Regions from separate parts of the Mus musculus genome. Here region 1 is linked to region 2. A link is a contact called in public HiChIP or PLAC-seq data. All regions are on one chromosome and are shown on one strand. The core of a region is the stretch at or near the end of the contact, and the rest is flanking DNA. Distances in the headings are between cores, read along the strand shown.

Evidence for each region. HiChIP or PLAC-seq counts read pairs in DNA pulled down with a chosen protein or histone mark.
Region 1: a contact with region 2 is called in an H3K27ac HiChIP or PLAC-seq map of oligodendrocyte precursor cells, with 9 times the contacts expected there. The contact joins two enhancer-like sites. A contact is called at or near these places in 1 of 15 datasets of contacts at CTCF or cohesin (pro-B cells), 25 of 484 Hi-C or Micro-C datasets (cardiomyocytes, cerebellum, cerebral cortex and 13 more), 3 of 115 datasets of contacts at active chromatin or transcription factors (embryonic basal ganglia, embryonic stem cells and oligodendrocyte precursor cells) and 2 of 9 other capture datasets (embryonic tail and embryonic trunk).

What each region holds. Positions count from the first base shown.
Region 1 is chr14:25,563,729-25,568,304 of GRCm38.p6, reverse strand. The region is part of intron 3 of Zmiz1 (zinc finger, MIZ-type containing 1); the gene reads right to left. Among named protein-coding and RNA genes, the nearest start is that of 4931406H21Rik, 21 kb to the left of the region's middle. Within about 2 kb of position 2,839, at least 27 of the 459 cell types and tissues checked have an H3K27ac peak or open chromatin away from gene starts, as enhancers often do. A contact at or near this core is called in cerebral cortex, neural progenitor cells and oligodendrocyte precursor cells, where this site is marked.
Region 2 is chr14:24,652,606-24,657,009 of GRCm38.p6, reverse strand. No RefSeq gene overlaps it. Among named protein-coding and RNA genes, the nearest start is that of Gm31775, 10 kb to the left of the region's middle. Within about 2 kb of position 1,314, at least 27 of the 459 cell types and tissues checked have an H3K27ac peak or open chromatin away from gene starts, as enhancers often do. A contact at or near this core is called in cerebral cortex, neural progenitor cells and oligodendrocyte precursor cells, where this site is marked.

The DNA.
Region 1 (4,576 bases), core at 1,590-4,089, 910 kb before region 2:
GACAATCAGAGTCTGACAGAGACTGCAATATTCCCACATTGTAGGTGAGGAAACTGTGACTCTGTTTACAGTTGATCCTGTAAGAGCCAGAGCAGAATCCTGGGTTCCCTGTTCCAACCTATGAGACAGGTTCTGGGGAGTGCCTAGGGGGTCCCTGCTGGAGGCTATGAGGGGTGCAGCACACCCTGGCACCTTCCGGGGTGCCTCATGCAGAGGCTGTCTCCTCCTCTCTGCATACTTGCAGAGAGCCTCAGCTAGCACTCCAGTGACACAGAGATAAACCACAGGGAAGGCAGAGATAAGGGGTAGAAGTGGACCCATGGAACACCATCGGACAGGTTATCTTGGTTCTTGGCCTGTGAATGATCATCTCACTCTAAACATGGGCAAATAATGGCAGCCAGGATTCCTGTAAAGTGTATGTTTTCTAGGGCTGGAGAAGTGGCTCAATGGTTAGGAACATTTGCTATTCTTGCAGAGGACCTGAGTTTGGTTCTTAGCAACATGTGATGGCTCACAACTATCTGTAACTCCAGTTTTATGAGATCTGACGCGCTTTTCTGGCTCCTCAGGTATCTGGTGTGCATGTGAGATATATATATATATATTCAGCCAAACACACATACATATACGGTGTGTGTGTGTGTGTGTGTGTGTGTGTGTGTGGCTGACTTCTAAAGCTGGCTAGGACAAGGGTAGTGAGCCAAAGAAGCCCAGAAAGTCAAATCCAGGTCATCCGAGTGACTGGCTGGGGACCCAGAAAGGAAGCACAAAGAAACCCCAGGCCTGAAATACCAGCACCCAGCTCAGAGCCTGTAACCAACCAGGAAAAGACCTCCATGGGCATACCAGCCAGCAGGGGGCACTCTAGACAAACCACAGCATCCTGAGGGCCAGATGCTGACTCCAGACTCTCAAGTCCTCTGAACACCTCTACCTTCTCCATCATTTTAAAAGCTCGAAGGTGTCCTGCACTCTAAAATACAGGAGGGCCTTGTGCAGTCGTCCCTGGCTTCAAAGCTTCAGTTTCTCCATGGATAGGAGACAAGAGTCACTGGTGGCTCCACCAAGTTCTGCCTCCAAGGAGGATCTTCCAGGAAGGCCATGCCATTTAGGACCAGGAACTCAGAGAGGTCTTGACACATGCTTGCACATATCGATATCTTCGGTAGCCTAAGGATGCTCTGCCCACCCACGGAAGCTTCTAGCAAGTATGAGGAGCTTGCACATCCCTGGTCAGCAACCTTTCAGCCCCAAGGCTGCTTTTCCCTTATGAACGCTGTCAAGACCCCAGGCCTCACTTCAGGAGGCAAATAGCAAAGAGACAGACAGTACCACTCTAGATCAGGCTAACCTCCACAGGGTCTCTGGATTCAAAGGTCTTCAGGATACCTGTGGGCAAAGTTGTTCCCAACTTGACAGTCCATTTGATTTTGTTTTGGGGAACCCAAAACCCATAATGATTTTGTCCTAGATGACATGGTCTATATCTGTCCAGGTCTGGGCTCCATCTTATGGAATCAAGGTGTGACCTGGCTGGGCTTCCAACACTTGTGAGACTCATAGGACATCAGAGAGGTAACTGTCAGGAGACATTACAGACAACAGGAACAACAGAGGGAGTCCCTGCCCTCCTCCCCAAATACAATCTCATTGTAGTTCAGACTGGTTTCAAATTCATGGGGAATCCTCCTGCCTCAGTGCTGGTATTACAGTTATCTAGCTATTATATATTTTCATTTATAAAATAAAAGCTGAAGAAAGAGGCCCACACAGCACACTCCTTTACATTTATTTTTTCCAGATGGGGTCTTTGTATGTAGCCCAGGCTGGCCTTGAATCCATGAAGCTCTTGTTTGAGCTTCTTGAAACATTATACTTAGTTGAGGTGTCACTTTGAAACTGCTTGTATCAATAGTAGAGAATGGGGGCCAATAACACAGGAATGAACAGAGATGGCAGGCCTGAATTCCACACTGCAAGGTGCAAGGACTTGAAAGCTAAGGGTCTAGGGCCTGAGGAGAGGTTAGCACCAGGCAGGAAAAGGGGGTGGGGCATGGAAGGGACAGCCTGGCTTCTGTACACACTGTTTTCACTGGCTGCCCAGTTCCGAGGCAAAGCCTTTGAGAGATGAAGTGCAAGGCTGCCAGCGGGGCTAAGCTAGAAACCTCTGCCTTTCTAGCCATTAGCATGCTGCTCTTTCCATGTCCCCCCAAGACCGGTGGCCACAGTCTCCTGCGTACTCCTATCTCAAGCCATGGCTGGGTCCCAAATGAAGCCCTTGTTCCATCCCATTGGTCCAAAGCCAGTGGTTTGCAAGGCCACCCAGAACCCCATCACAGCACCCTGTTGTCAGGAAGCGGCAAGCCGTTGGCGGCCAGCAGAGGTCGCCCCACTGCCACAGAAGCACCACTCAGCTGTGTTTGCCTCCAGGTGCCTTTAGACAAAACCATCAGTGGAAGCAGCTCTAGCACCCAGGCAGGACCTGGCTCTCTACCAACCAAGAACCTGGTACCAACCTGGTAGCCTTTTCCAGTCTGCTGCCCTCTGATTAAGTGTGGACTCAATCAGGAAACTTTTCTGTGGTCCTGCCATCCCTGTCCTTGTGTCTTTCTAGTTAGCCTGGGGGGGTCTACAGTGGGTGGGTACCTGCTCTGCTACCCTCCCACTGTGTGAACAGGGCAAGAAGCTGGGCCTCAGTTTGTATATCTGTAAAATGAAGGCCTGGGCTAGCCATCCTCTGGCAGCCTGCCAAACGCCAGAATCCAAGGGCTCCAGCTGCCTGGAAACTCCACCTCAGTAGGAGCAGCACATTCAACTTTAAAATCCAAAGGTTCTGCCCAAGCGGTGGAGCCCGTAGCCTGGAAAACTCCCGGAAAGCCTCTTCCACCACTCCACCAACCCCCTGCCAGATGGCCCAACGCCCCAGGCACTGCCTCTCTTGAAGCTATGCCTGACCAGAGACCATTACATGTATGGAAGTTTTTAGCTGGTGACATGGTAGTCAGGCTGAGTCTTCCCGATTTCCAGGGGTGGTCGTGCTGGGAGAAGTTTCTGTTGACAGTATCATCTCCTGGCAACGCTCAGGTCAAGCTGGCCCCGTGCACTTAAAGCCTCCTGGAGAATGAACTGCAGAGAGCTGAAGGGGGACTAAGAAGCCAACCTCTTCAGCTACACCAGTGGAAAACAGTGGACAGAAGCCTCAAACAGGCGAGAACTCATCTGGCTGTCTTACATATAGGGTCTTTCCCTGGACACAGGGGTAGAGAATTTTTACTGTACAGTGGGCACTCGGAGCACCCCAGTGTGGGAAGAGCACCTCACAACCATCTTACAAATACTGTGTTTTCTTTTCCCACTTCTCAGGCCTAGCGAGTAAACCCGAGCGTCTCCAGGTAAAGGTGTTTTCACACGGCACACACATCTACGTACCCCTCTGCACTCTCCATAGCTGGTATGTGCACACATGGGCTGTTGGCCCAGATGCACTGGAGCACACACATCTCCTGACAGCTTGCACAGGCAAGTAGCACATCTCTGGGGAGCTGTGTGAGCAACGGTGTGCAGAAATGATTCAATCACCATGCACATCTGCAGCGCGAGTTGGGGGAGGGGGGAGGGGGACTGGCAGCAGGGCTGGGAGACTCTGCCCATAGCTTGACTGGAGGCTGTGTTTTGAAACAGGACCAGGGGGACAACCTTGCTCTGGCAAGAAAGAAAAAAAACAAAGAAAGAAAGAAAGAAAGAAAGAAAGAAAGAAAGAAAGAGGAAAGGAAAGGAAAGGAAAGGAAAGGAAGAAAAAAGAAAGAGGGAGGGAGGAAGGGAAGGAAGAAGGGAGGGAATGAGGGGTGGGGAGGGGGAAGGAGGGAAAGAGAGAGAGGAAACATAGAAGCCAGACTTTAGGGTACCACCCCAATCTATTCCTCCAGCAGTGTGGTGGTTTGAATATGCTTGGCCCAGGGAGTGGCACTACTTGGAGGTGTGGACTTGTTGGAAGAAGTGAGTCATTGTGGGTATGGGCATTAAGGCCCTCATCCTAGCTGCCTGGAAGCCAGTCTTTTCCTAGTGGCCTTCAGATGAAGATGTAGAACTCTGAGCTCCTCCTGTACCATGCCTGCCTGGAGGCTTCCATGCTTCCATCTTGAAGATAATGGACTGACCCTCTGATCCTGATGCCAGGCCCAATTAAATGTTGTCATTTATAAGAGTTGACTTGGTCATGGTGCCTGTTCACAGCAGTAAAACCCTAAGACAAGCAGCTTTAGAATTTTAGGGGGACAGAGGTCATGGAGCTTGGTCCTCTCCTAGCCTGTCCCCCTCCTCCCACTGCTCTTAGCCCACATCCCAAGCCCCTCACTTGGGTGGCTCGCTGCCTCCTAGTCTGAGGTCTGAACATATTGCTACAGCTGTGACTTGGCCTGCCCTTGGGTCAGACTGCCTGCCCTTTCACCGCTAAAGGTCCAGCAAAGTGTAGTTGGCAAGTGACACTACTCACTCACTCTACTCCAGTCCCCTCAGTGTCACTGTCACACACCTGTCTCCCCTTCAGCCAGGATGGCTGACAGTTATGCATCTT
Region 2 (4,404 bases), core at 65-2,564:
AGGAGCAGCTCTGGGACAGAAATTCAGAAAACAACAATTTGTCATTCTGCCATTATCAGGGCTTGGGGACTCTAGACTGCCCCATGTTGCCTTGGCACATGCTAGTCCAAGTCACTGTTGTACGTATGGGGTTTTAGAGGTAAACTGAGGTAAAAGTGTATGTGCAATGTAAAGGGGGTTGCCATTTAAATACCAGCCAGTTCGTAGGATTTTCCAGAGGAGTGGCCTGCTGGCTGGTGAGGAGACCTTTTCTATCTTGTCTGGGCCTTGAGGTTCCCACATCTGTTCACAGCATAGCTGCCATCTTGGGTTTGGTAATTCTTTAGGAAATATCTGAACAGTTCCCTTTTCCAGTCCCAGGCCTCCCTTCTGTAAAATGGGGATACAAATAGGAAGCTCCTAAAAATCTCTCTCTCTCTCTCTTTCACACACACACACACACACACACACACACATACATATACACACCACACACTCACACATTCTCTCTCTCTCTCTCTCTCTCTCTCTCTCTCTCTCTCTCTCTCTCACACACACACACACACACACACACACACACACTCTCACTCACACATCTGGAGCAGAGGATGTCATAACTTTCTGCCTCGTCCACACCCCTGCCTCCGCCTAGGAGTAGAGATCCAGCTCCCAGAATCCTGGCTTCCCACAGATGCAGTCCTGTCTTTAAGCATGTCTAACCAAGGTTTCCAGCCTGAGAGGAGGTTAACTCTAAGATCTTGCAGCAGGAAAGTAGGACATGTGTGACAACACCCACACTCATACACACATACACACCTTCACTCTGTCCTCCATCTTTTGTGCCCAAGTATGATCTTCAAGAAAAAATAAGCTTACGGGTGGTCTTGCTTACCCTTCATCTACCATCAGGGCTCCTCAAGAAAGTAGCCCTTCAGCTACCATTAGGGACCCTCAGGAAGGTAGCAAGGATGCAAAATAAGCCAGATGGAAGTCACCAGACCTGTCCTTTACTGACCAAACCCTCCTTCGTTTTGCTTTTCTGAAAGGGGAGTGTGTTATTCTATGAACGCACCACTGTAAGGCTGGAATGAAATAAGCTAACACAGTCTTCAGCAGAGTACGCAGAGTACACAGCTGGCACTCAATAAATGGCCAGTTTCTTTCCACAGACAAGGCTGCAGCCCCACCTGTTTCCATGGAGAAAGGCAGCTGCAAGGCTTACTTTAACACTAAACATAGCAGCAGTATCTTTCCTGTGCCCAGTGACGTGATGCCTGCAGCCAGGGCAGCCAGCTGGGGTGTGGATGTGTTCTCAGGCCAGATAAAGGACAAAGGAGGGTCCGGAGAGGAGCTGTGTCAGCAGTTAGGAAGGGCAGCACTGACAGTGACACGGGGCCCAGCCCACTCTTCTGATTCGATGCCCCAGAAATCACGATTGGCCCGGGGAAGCGTGCACTGCCTGACAATCAGTTCACGCCTGTCCCTATCCTTTTCCTACCTTGGTTCCCTGCTGCCTCTGGCTCCACCTGAAGGTCTTAGCTCCCCATTTCAGAACAGCCACCCCTGTCCCAGCCTGCAGGGACATCTCCAATCTGTGCTCTGAGGAATGGGCTTTTCTGCACCCAGCATGTGTGAACTTGGAGGCTGCCATCTGCCTCAAGTCAACGTTGAGGGAGACAAAGAAAAACAAGCCACCTGTACTCCAGGTCCATACTCTTGCCCTGAAAGAGCTACGTAGGATGGAGTTCCATAGAATGAAGCCCTATCCCTAAGCCACAGTATCTCCGGGACAGCCATAGGTTCTAGGAGCCCCACATAAGACGTGAGCCTCAAAAATACCATTTTTCTTTGCAAAAAGGTGTCATGACCATGGCATCAAATGCCCCTCAGGGGTAAGGGGATGCTGAGTTCCTCAGTTGCATGGTTAGGATGAGGCTGGAGCCTTCTAAGACTCCTCCAAAGAAACTCAGTGAGCCTATGATTCTGTACCAGGCCCAATTAGCCCTAAGTCCTGTTTCTCATTTCCAAATACACTTCACTATTTGAGGGTCTTAACTGAGGGGTGGGTTCCTGCAGAAAGACCCCTTAGCAGAGAGTGCAGCATGGGATGAGAAGCAGGAGAGATGCCTATTCTAACAGTCTTAGGAAGCCATCCCCAACGCCCTCACTTGCATGGGGAAGTCTTGGCTGGATGTAACAAACTAGTCAGAAAGGCCACTGTCCCAAGTCACCATATCACCTTTGCTCATTCCCTATGATGTTCTTCTTCCTGAAGTGCAGGGATCAACCAAGTATCTTAGGCATGCTAGGCAGGCACCCCACCACAGCGTCTTGCCCTTGATCCTTATCTTCTGGTGGGCTTCATGGTCTTGCTGTGTAGCTCAGGGCGCTCTTGGATTCCCTATGTAGACAAGGCTGGCCTCAAACTCATGATTTGCCTCCTAAACACTGACATGAGAGGCATAAACCACTGGAGGGTCTTCCAGAGACATCTTTGCTTTCCACATGTAGAGTAACTTGTCCTGAACACACATCTGGTCAGGCCATCAAAAAGTTAACGCACCCCAAAAACACCTCTACCTACCAGCTAGGATGCACCTTGGCCCCACCCCACAACAGGCAGTGGATAAAGGTGACTGCTCCATCCTGTCAGACACCCCACGGAAGAGTTGAGCCCAGTTGTTCACAAGCATATGCATAGACAGTCCCAGCAGCTATAGCATCTGGGGTAACCTGGCTCAGCTGGTCAGAGGCAGAGATGAGGACATGCAAAAAAAAAAAAAAAAAAAACCCACAAAGCAAGCAAGGCATAGGGCTGGGGATAGGGCTCAGTGGGTAGGAGCACTCCCTGCACATGCATGAGGAACAGAGCTTAGCACACACATAAAAAGTGGAACATGGTCAGTCACATAAGCTTCTAACTCTGGGGAGTAGGAGAGTCAGAAGGATCGCTGGGAATTGCTACTTGCCGGCCCCAGTGTTCAGTGAGAGACCCTGTCTCTAGGGATTAAGATAGACAGTGATAGGATAGAATACCTGTGAGAACATATCTAAATATGCATGTATGCATATCACACACATACACATACGGCAGTAAAGGTTCCACCTTGGTGACACTGCGCCCAATGCACAAACATATCTCCTATAGATACTGTGTCACAAGGCCACAGAGCCACCCAGTGGGGAGCCTGCCGGGGTCCTCATCCTGAAGGACTTTGGTGGCACTACTGAAGCTGTGGTTCTAGCTGCCACTGGGGCCTCTGCCCTATCTACACGTAGTCTGCCAGGCTTCCTGCTGCTAAACATGGATCCATTCTCTGCCCTTTCCACATCACTTCCTCTCTGCTCCAGCCAGCATCAGCTTCATTGGCTCAGAAGCAAAGCGCCAAACCTCAATTGCTGTGTACCTTAAGACCGGGGTCTGACATGTCTGTCACAGGAAGAAGGTGCTGACTCCAGAGAGATGCTGGGAGTGCAGAGTGGGTGGCCAGGCTAATGCCCCACAATGAAGAAGAGTCCGCCACAGGAAGCCTGAGCCTGCACACAGGAGCTCCAGGTCCAGGGAAGAGGGACATGAAAACAGATGCAGGCTTTCAAGACACGGTACCTTGCTGTCTTACAAAATGAAGCTGGTGGCAATTAACACAACCAGACCTTGGTGCTGTCTCCAGCAGCTCAGAGATCATTAGCATATTTTTTAGCGATAAACTACTTTTTAATTAAGGTATATACATTTTTTCTTTTAACACAACACCACAATGATACACCTAATAGGAGATAGTATAGTACAGAGATAACTTTTATAGTCACTGAGAGAAAGAAAAATTTGGATAACTTGTCTAATTGTGACATTTGCTTTATTACCCAGGGAGGGAAGGGAACTCTCCTAATATGACTAGCCCTGATGGCTTGACTTCCAGTTACTCTCCTCCACTTCAACCCTGCCATCTTTCTCTTTGAGAACAGCAACAAATGGAAGGAACCTGCTCCTAAAAGGGGAAGCCATGGAGGTTTGAGTTCTGGCTGTAGGAAAGCTAACCCAAGGTTGAAGCTAGAAGGATAAGAAGGGGCAGGGCCCAGGCTCAGAGACCAGTGAGGATGTTCTGAGCATTGCCAACTAAAAATTAAGAAGAAATCGGGCAGGAGAGAGCAAACAGGCTGATGCTTCAAGGCAGCCCTGAGAGGCTGGCCAGAAGCCCAGCTCTAGGTAAATCACAGTGCTGTGCCCAGCTCTGTAAATCTGAGAGATCGGTGGGTAGCTCCCTGGAGAGACTGGTGCTCTCTGGGGAGGTCCTCAACTTTGTTACCAGATAATTGGAAGTAAAAGCACATCTGTTTAGATGTAGGGCTGTATGCCTGGACATGTGCAGACATGCACCCCTGTGAGCATATGCACACACACACACACACACACACACACACACA